2 separate regions of the Mus musculus genome follow, and region 2 is linked to region 1. Evidence: chromatin contacts called from public targeted proximity ligation data. All regions are on one chromosome and are shown on one strand. The core of a region is the stretch at or near the end of the contact, and the rest is flanking DNA. Distances in the headings are between cores, read along the strand shown.

Region 1 (3,695 bases), core at 572-3,071:
GGTCCTATACTCCTAGCCTTCTAATTCTTTTATATGAAGCAATTACCACTGACTCTCACAATATTTGGGAAATATTGTAGTAGATGTCAACTGCACACATAGAATCAGCTTCCTAATTTCAGTTATTTCTGTCCTTAGGTTGATTTTCCTTCCTCTTCCTCCTCCTCCTCCTCCTCCTCCTCCCCCCCCTCCTCCTCCTCCTCCTCCTTCTTCTTCTTTTTCTTCTTCTTCTTTCTTCTCCTTCTTCTTCCTCTTCCTCTTCTTCTTCTTCCTCTTCTCCTTCTTTTTAAGATACAGGGACTTGCTTTTTCTTGCACTTAACTTTTGCTTGAATGTTTCCTGTTCATCCTAATAAAACTTTCCTAATTTAAAGTTCTCCAAGAGAACAAGCGGGGCTCCCATTCTCCCTTCCCCCAGAAGGCTCCTTAGCTTTAGAAAAATCCACTCATCTTTCAGGATGCTTGCAGTAGACAGAATGCTTTGCTCATGGGCCTTCATTCACTTTCCTTGTAGTTCATGGACTGTACCTCCCATTCTCCAAGGATGTTGAACTTATTTTGGCCAGTGGAATAAGAGCAGTAGGGACTGGCTGAGCTTTGAAATGAGATCTTATGACTCATTCCAGCCTTCCAGAACCTTCTACCATTCACTTACGTGAAGGCAGGACATAACCTAAGTAGCTGTTGCTCTTTTAGGCATTTTAGAGTGAGAGACTTGGTGCCTGAAACAGAGTTGTGACTTTGTGCCTATACCAGATGACATCAATATAAACCTACAACTTAGCTGAGGCTAACTGACCTCCAGATAAACACACAAGAAAGTAATGGGTAATGATCATGCCTGTAATGCCAGCATGGGGGAGACTGAGGCAGGGAAATCATGAATTTAAAGTCAACCTGGGCTCTATAGAAAGACTCTATCTATAAGTAAGGCAGGGAGCCATATAGAAAGGAATGGGTTTGCTGTTGTTTGTTTGTTTGTTTTTACATGCCATTGAAAAATTTGAAGTTGTTACTCTGCAATAATACAGAAACAGCTGTCCTAAAAAATGGTGTAACATTATTGTGAAGTGGCTCTTTCCTGTGTACACCATCTCTGAACATTTCCTGTGTCAACATCCCTGTGACAGCCATTTCTGAAAGCTAGGCTGCAAGCCTTTTCTTCATGAAAAACTGGACGGTGGGTCATCAGATTCACCACAGCCCCCTCTGCCTATCTCATGACCACCTGAGGACCTGAAAGGGCACAGAAAAGTTTTTAATACTCTGTTCTGTAACAACATACTGGCCGCATGTACATCTTCTCGACAGAGAAAGCTCATTTTGATGCATATCTTTATTCAATACAAAGTTGTTAGGAATGTTACAATTTTACAATGTGAACCAAGAATCCTTTGAGGAATGTACTGTGCATAAGAAAAGTTCCGTAAGGTTCCGATCCAGACATTTCTGGGAGCTGAGGCCAATGTTACAGAGGAGATGGCACGCTGCTGGACATGAACTATAAACACTTGTATTCAGCTTTTGGGGAAATCTCCACTCCACTGCAACTCCTCTGCAAATGTTAAAATGTTCTAAAACAAAAAGTGATATATACAAAATGCTTGGAAAGAAAAGGATTTAATTAACTTTCTTTTCTTTTCTTTCTTTTTTTTTTTCTCACTGTTCTGCCCTGCACTAGGTAGAAAAGTCACTTGTTACCCATTTCTAGCTAGTAAGATTGGTCTCCACAGTAAAATAACATCCTTACACAACCATATGGAGGTACTTCCTACTTCCTGGATACGGCACTTAGACTTTCCCTTCTGAAGCTCTTTCTTGGTAGCATAAGTTGCCTCTGACTAATGAATGTGCTGCCTTCCTGGGCCAGATTGCTAACTCTACCAGGCCAAGTTATACCCTGAGGTTTTCCTTAGGCAAAATGAGGAAGTGTTGGTGGTATCCTTACCAACCTTGTCATTGTCACATCTCATTGATTCTTCCAAAATATTAAAGGGACAGGGCCTCAGAAGGGTTGCTCGTTTATTTTAAGACTATTCTCTCGCAGACACTTTTGAATGAGCATGCTCTGTCAATGACCCCTGTCTCTCTGAGTATTTCGCTTCTCTCACATACATCAAACCCAGCAGTAAACACATCTCAATTTCATCATCTGTAACCTGTTTTCCCTAGGGTACCATTGGTTGGCTGTGTCCCTGCTTCTCCTTGAAGAAACTGTCCTTTATGATTTTAAACCACATGAGTCAATTAATAATAATATTACTATTTTCTTTTTCTGAATCCAGTGGCTTCTGTGTATGATGGATAGTTATAACTCTCTATGAAGAATTTAGGATTGGACCTCAGGTTTCCATCTCTGTACTAAATTGTCCTGTAGAATTGAGATGTGGCTGTGCCCAATTATCTTCAGGCATGTTAGTGTCCTGATACTTGTAGCCAAAAGATGTGCTTCTAGTGAGCACAGAGGAAGAAAAGCAAGGAAGCTGATGCAATGGTGCACGAGACTTGTGATATTTATTGCATGAATTATATTGAGAATATTAGTGATACTCTAAAATGACAATCACTCCAGTAGCATGATCATATGCTTGGAGTCTTCATCATAGCTTCCTATGGCTTCCAGGCAACAAAAATATAGTTTTAAAGAGTAAGAATATAGTCTTAAGAGTGTTTTAGGGTCTGGAAAGATGACTCAGAGATTAAGAACACTGGCTGTTCTTCCAGAGGTCCTGAATTCAATTCCCAGCAACCACATGGGGGCTCACAACCATCTGTCATGGGGTCAGATGCCCTCTTCTGGTGTGTCTGAAGACAACTACAGTGTACTCATATAAATGTAGTAAATCTTAAAAAAAAAAAATTCTGTCCTAGTCTTAGATGAGAATTCCGTTGCTCCAGAATTTAAAGACCACTAATGTAGTAGCTTTTTAGATTAGATTCTGGATTGTATCTCTAACAAAAGTCAAGGTACCCAGCACTAAGTCCAGAATGAAGCCAGAGAAAGTCAATAAACTGGACAGAGAAATGGAACCAGGAGAGGAGTTAAACAATTAGACACCAGAGTCTCATACTGGCAACATTATTTGCACGTGTTAATTATATATTAGAGTTTCATTATGACATTTTCTTACATACATATGTGTGTGTTTATCATATTCACACAAGGCTATTACCTTGTCTTGATGAGTCCATTTGTTCTTCCAGGTAGCCCCCCTTTTAGTGTATGAGTGTGTGTGTGTGTGTGCGTGTGTGTGTGTGTGAGTGTGTGTGAGTGTGTGTGTGAGTGTGTGTGTGAGTGTGTGTGTGTGAGTGTGTGTGTGTGTGTGTGTGTGTGTGTGTATGTGTGTGTGTAGTTTCATTAAGGTTATTTACAAGAGCATGAATAAAAGTTTGTTGACAAATGTGTGGGAACTTTACCAGTGACTATAATACTGAAGAGAATACCTCTTCCTTCTTCATCAACCATTAACTATATATAAATCCTCGTGCATAGGTGGGGTTTTGGAAGCCCCAACTCTTTCCATAATAGACTATTGATACAATGGTCTAATCTTGTGCAGAACCTTGTATAAGTAACCCCAGTTATCACGTATTAAGAGTGCTGCAGCTATGTCATCCCTGGAAGTCAGCGTTCCATACCACTTTCCTTCCCTTCCTCTGGCTCTCCAGTGCTTCCATCTCTTCTCCCACAGTGTT
Region 2 (3,623 bases), core at 223-2,722, 210 kb after region 1:
ACACCAGCCAATATGAGACCCCCAACACATATACAGCAGAGGACTGCCAGGTCTGGACTCAGTGAGAGAAGACTTACCTAACCCTCAAGAGACTTGAGGCCCCAGGGAGTGGGGAGGCCTGGTGGGGTGGGGGTGGAGGGCTGGGGAACATCCTCTTGGAGACAGGGGAGGGGGCTGTGGGAGGAGGAGGTATGGGATGTGGAACAGTCAGAGGGTGGACCAGGAGGGGGATAAAGTCTGGACTGTAAAAAGATTAAATAATAAATAATAATAAAGATAACAAACGAAGTAAAAATTCTGATCTTAGTATTGGATGACATAATACTTAAATAAGCTAGAAATTACAAAGAAACATGTGTTTGATCGTGGCTTCTGAAAACATAAGACTTCCTAGTTTCTAATTCTTAGACCCTTGTCAACTTTCAAAGAACAATTATTGATAGATGGGTTTTCTTTTGCAGGAAGAGTTTTATGAGTTTTAATTTTGCATGCATTCCAGAATTATTGTGTGAGCTGCCAGTTAATCTCATGTACCTGGGAGTGATTTGCATCCGAGGGAGATCTGTTAATTCTGTCTTCAAATGTCCATACAGAGATGAAGTTCCCCGTGGGATTAATATCATCAATGTAGCCAGGAATCTAGATAGCTAAGATCTGAAACAAAAAGTGGGTTGTGTTTGTTTTGGATTATTTAGTTATCTAGCCAGATTTCCATCTACATTAATGATGTTAACATGCCATCCCTCTCTTACTTTGGCTCTGGTCAGACACAAGAAAGGGTGGGAAATATTTCTCATCCTAAAGCCTGTCCCTAACCTAGAACAACCTAGTGGACAAGAGTGGACTTCAGAGCAAACTGAGGGGCCTAGTGGCTGATGGATGTCCCTCGGTAATGCCTGCAAGGTCCAGGGCTTATGCATTCTCTTTACAGTGAAGTTAATTTCTGTCTTTCTAGACATTTGCATAAGACACGCCGTTATGGTTCTGCCATAGAAATGTTGCCTGAATAAAGTACTTTGATATTATCTGCTGAGTTTGAGTCATGTAATTCCAGACTTGACAGCAGGATTCCGTCTGTCCTTTTTAGCATGCGCTCCAGTATGTGCAGTCATCTGACGTGTGTGTTGTTACTGTCTGTCCTTCCCGCCCCATCCTTCTTCCACATCACCCTTCTGGTTCCGGATCCGTTACTTTCTGCCGACCTTCTTCACCCTTCCACCGGCCCTGCCCACTCCCTTCCCTCCCTCCTCATTCCCTGGTTGCAAGTCACTGTAAACTGAGTACATAGATAGAAAAAACGTGCATTCACTTCTTGTCTGTTGCAAATCCTGCCTCCTCTACCTTTGACCAGCTGTCTGTCTTTTACTTCCTGCCTCCTCTTTCCTTCTGTTTCCTTTGCCATTTCAGATTTCATCAGTGGCCCATGTTGAGCTGTTTATCCACCTCCCTCTTCCTGTCCGTTATGTCTCACCCTCCTGTTGTTTGCTCCTCCACCCTCACTGTGACTCTCCTCTCTGCTTCTCCTTTAACTCCCTTCTGCCCTGCACTTTGCTAGCAGGATCCTGTTTCAAAGTAACGCACCATGGCTCCGTCCTTCCCTCTCCTTCTTCCCCCTCTCTCTCCTCCTTCCTTCTTTCTTGTTCTAGGACTGCAGATTGAACCTAGAACCTTCTGCATTGCAACACGTGCTCTACACTGAGCAGAAGCCAGCCTCTGTTCATGCTTATTTTATACACTATCTCTTCCCCTGTCTACTTCTCTCTCTCTCTTTTTTCTTTAGCCATCAGTTATAATTATTCTGCCTATAGAGAGGCCTTGATAGCAGGGAGTCAAAACTCCAATATCTTAGGTGTCTACCACAGAGTTAAGTATCCACCAGAGTGTGGCTGTCCATGAAGAAGCTAATCTGTTGTTGTCGTCCCGTCCCTCGTCCCCCCATCCCCCCGGGGGGTCAACTAATGAAATGTTCCTTTTGCACGAAACTTAATCTCCCATGGAAATGCTCTTGAGACAGCCTCTGTCATCTCTCATGATAATATGTCAGGAAGATTTGTGGATTTTGAGACTTGTACCCATTACTTAATAGGGAATTTGCATGTTTCTGTAATGTTTGTTTAGGCCAAGAGCTGTCCTGGGCAGTCTTTCCACCTTAGAACGCCATCACCTTAGAATTCTGCCAGCGTGAGTTTAGCATAGAATCTGACCTGCTGGTTTGACAGAGACGATACCTGTGCCCTTGGCACAAGCTGATTGAAGTCCCCTAACTGATTGTTCTTTACATACTCCGACTTTTCTATAGTTCGGGAATAAGCTGACTTCCTAAGTTGCATTTATGTAAATGTATATACTTAGTTATTTTAGATGATGTTTTTGTGGAAATAATAAATTATAACATCTTGTATCATTTCATTATATATATCTTTGTTTAAAAATTTACATTTTTCTAAATAAAAGGCCCATAAATTATACCTAAAGCCAGTGAGTTCATGTTGAGACTCCCTGGGTTCTTCCAAAATGTCATTCAGATGGGGGTAATTTTAGGACTACAAATTTCATCTGGCAACTGTGTCTCTTAAGGCTTTTCTACTACTAAAGAGACCTGTTTTATATTTCATTGGCCTGCTGTAGAGTGGCCTGGATTCCTGATTCATCCTTTGTACAGGTTAGCTTGCTTCTTTCTTACAGGAGTTATTATACACCGGAAGTTAAGATTCAGACTCACGGTGAGCAGTGTAATAGAATGCGTTTTAAGTGATGTCACATTCTTACACTGTCAGCTTTCACTTTGTCCTTTTATGTCAATTCATAACCCTTGCTGGTAAATAATCCCAAAAGGATTTGTAATATAGTCATGGTACTAATAGAAATAATAATAATAGTTGTTATTGTTGAGGCAGGTTCTGGAACTTTTGTGGAGATCAGGCTATCCTCCAACTCAGGGAGATCTGCTTGCCCCTGCCTCTTGGGATTAAAGACATGTGTTACCACGCCCGGGCTTCTTACTACACGTGGCGCTTGCTCTGCTCGCTCTGTGGCAGCTTTGCTACTCAGCTGATGCTTTTGATTACCCTGAAATACGTCTCTCCTACTGGAAAGCTTCGTGTATTCTAATCTTCCATGGAAAACCAGTAATTTTCTGCATGTACTAAATAAGATAGCAACTGGGTCACTTATTATCCAAACCAGGCTACCTTTAGAAGGAATAACCAGCTGCTGTGCTGACAAAGTGCTGTCTGTCGGGTAGACAGGCATGTGGCTTCTGCTAACTAGAGGAAACCTAAGGGGTTATTTGGTGGATGTCCTTCCTTCTACTTCTGTGGAAGTCTTTTTTTTTTTTTTTTTTTGTTTTTTTGCTTGTTTAAGGAGAACATAGGTGACTCCTGGTAGCTGTTTAAGGTAAGTCTAGAGATCCTGTAAATCCCTGGCTTATTTTCACCCCTTTCTGGGAAACCCATTGCAGGATTATTGCTACACCAGTGTCTAGGTACCTGGGTGACCTGCTCATCTTGCCTAGGGGAGGGATGGTGGTGAGAATTCATGCCATCTTCTTCCTCATCTATGTTCTGGACACTCTACCTTTTTTTTTTTTTTATAGCCAGGTAGCCTTTCCAACAGAAATAGGC

Evidence for each region.
Region 2: a contact with region 1 is called in a targeted proximity ligation map of the HPC-7 cell line, with 7 times the contacts expected there. A contact is called at or near these places in 33 of 484 Hi-C or Micro-C datasets (B cells, the C2C12 cell line, the CH12 cell line and 19 more) and 11 of 130 datasets of targeted methods (CD8 T cells, the HPC-7 cell line, astrocytes and 8 more).

Annotation. Positions count from the first base shown.
Region 1 is chr19:16,108,995-16,112,689 of GRCm38.p6, forward strand. No RefSeq gene overlaps it. Among named protein-coding and RNA genes, the nearest start is that of Gnaq, 22 kb to the right of the region's middle.
Region 2 is chr19:16,317,194-16,320,816 of GRCm38.p6, forward strand. All of the region lies in intron 3 of Gnaq (guanine nucleotide binding protein, alpha q polypeptide), which reads left to right. Among named protein-coding and RNA genes, the nearest start is that of Mir496b, 4.0 kb to the left of the region's middle.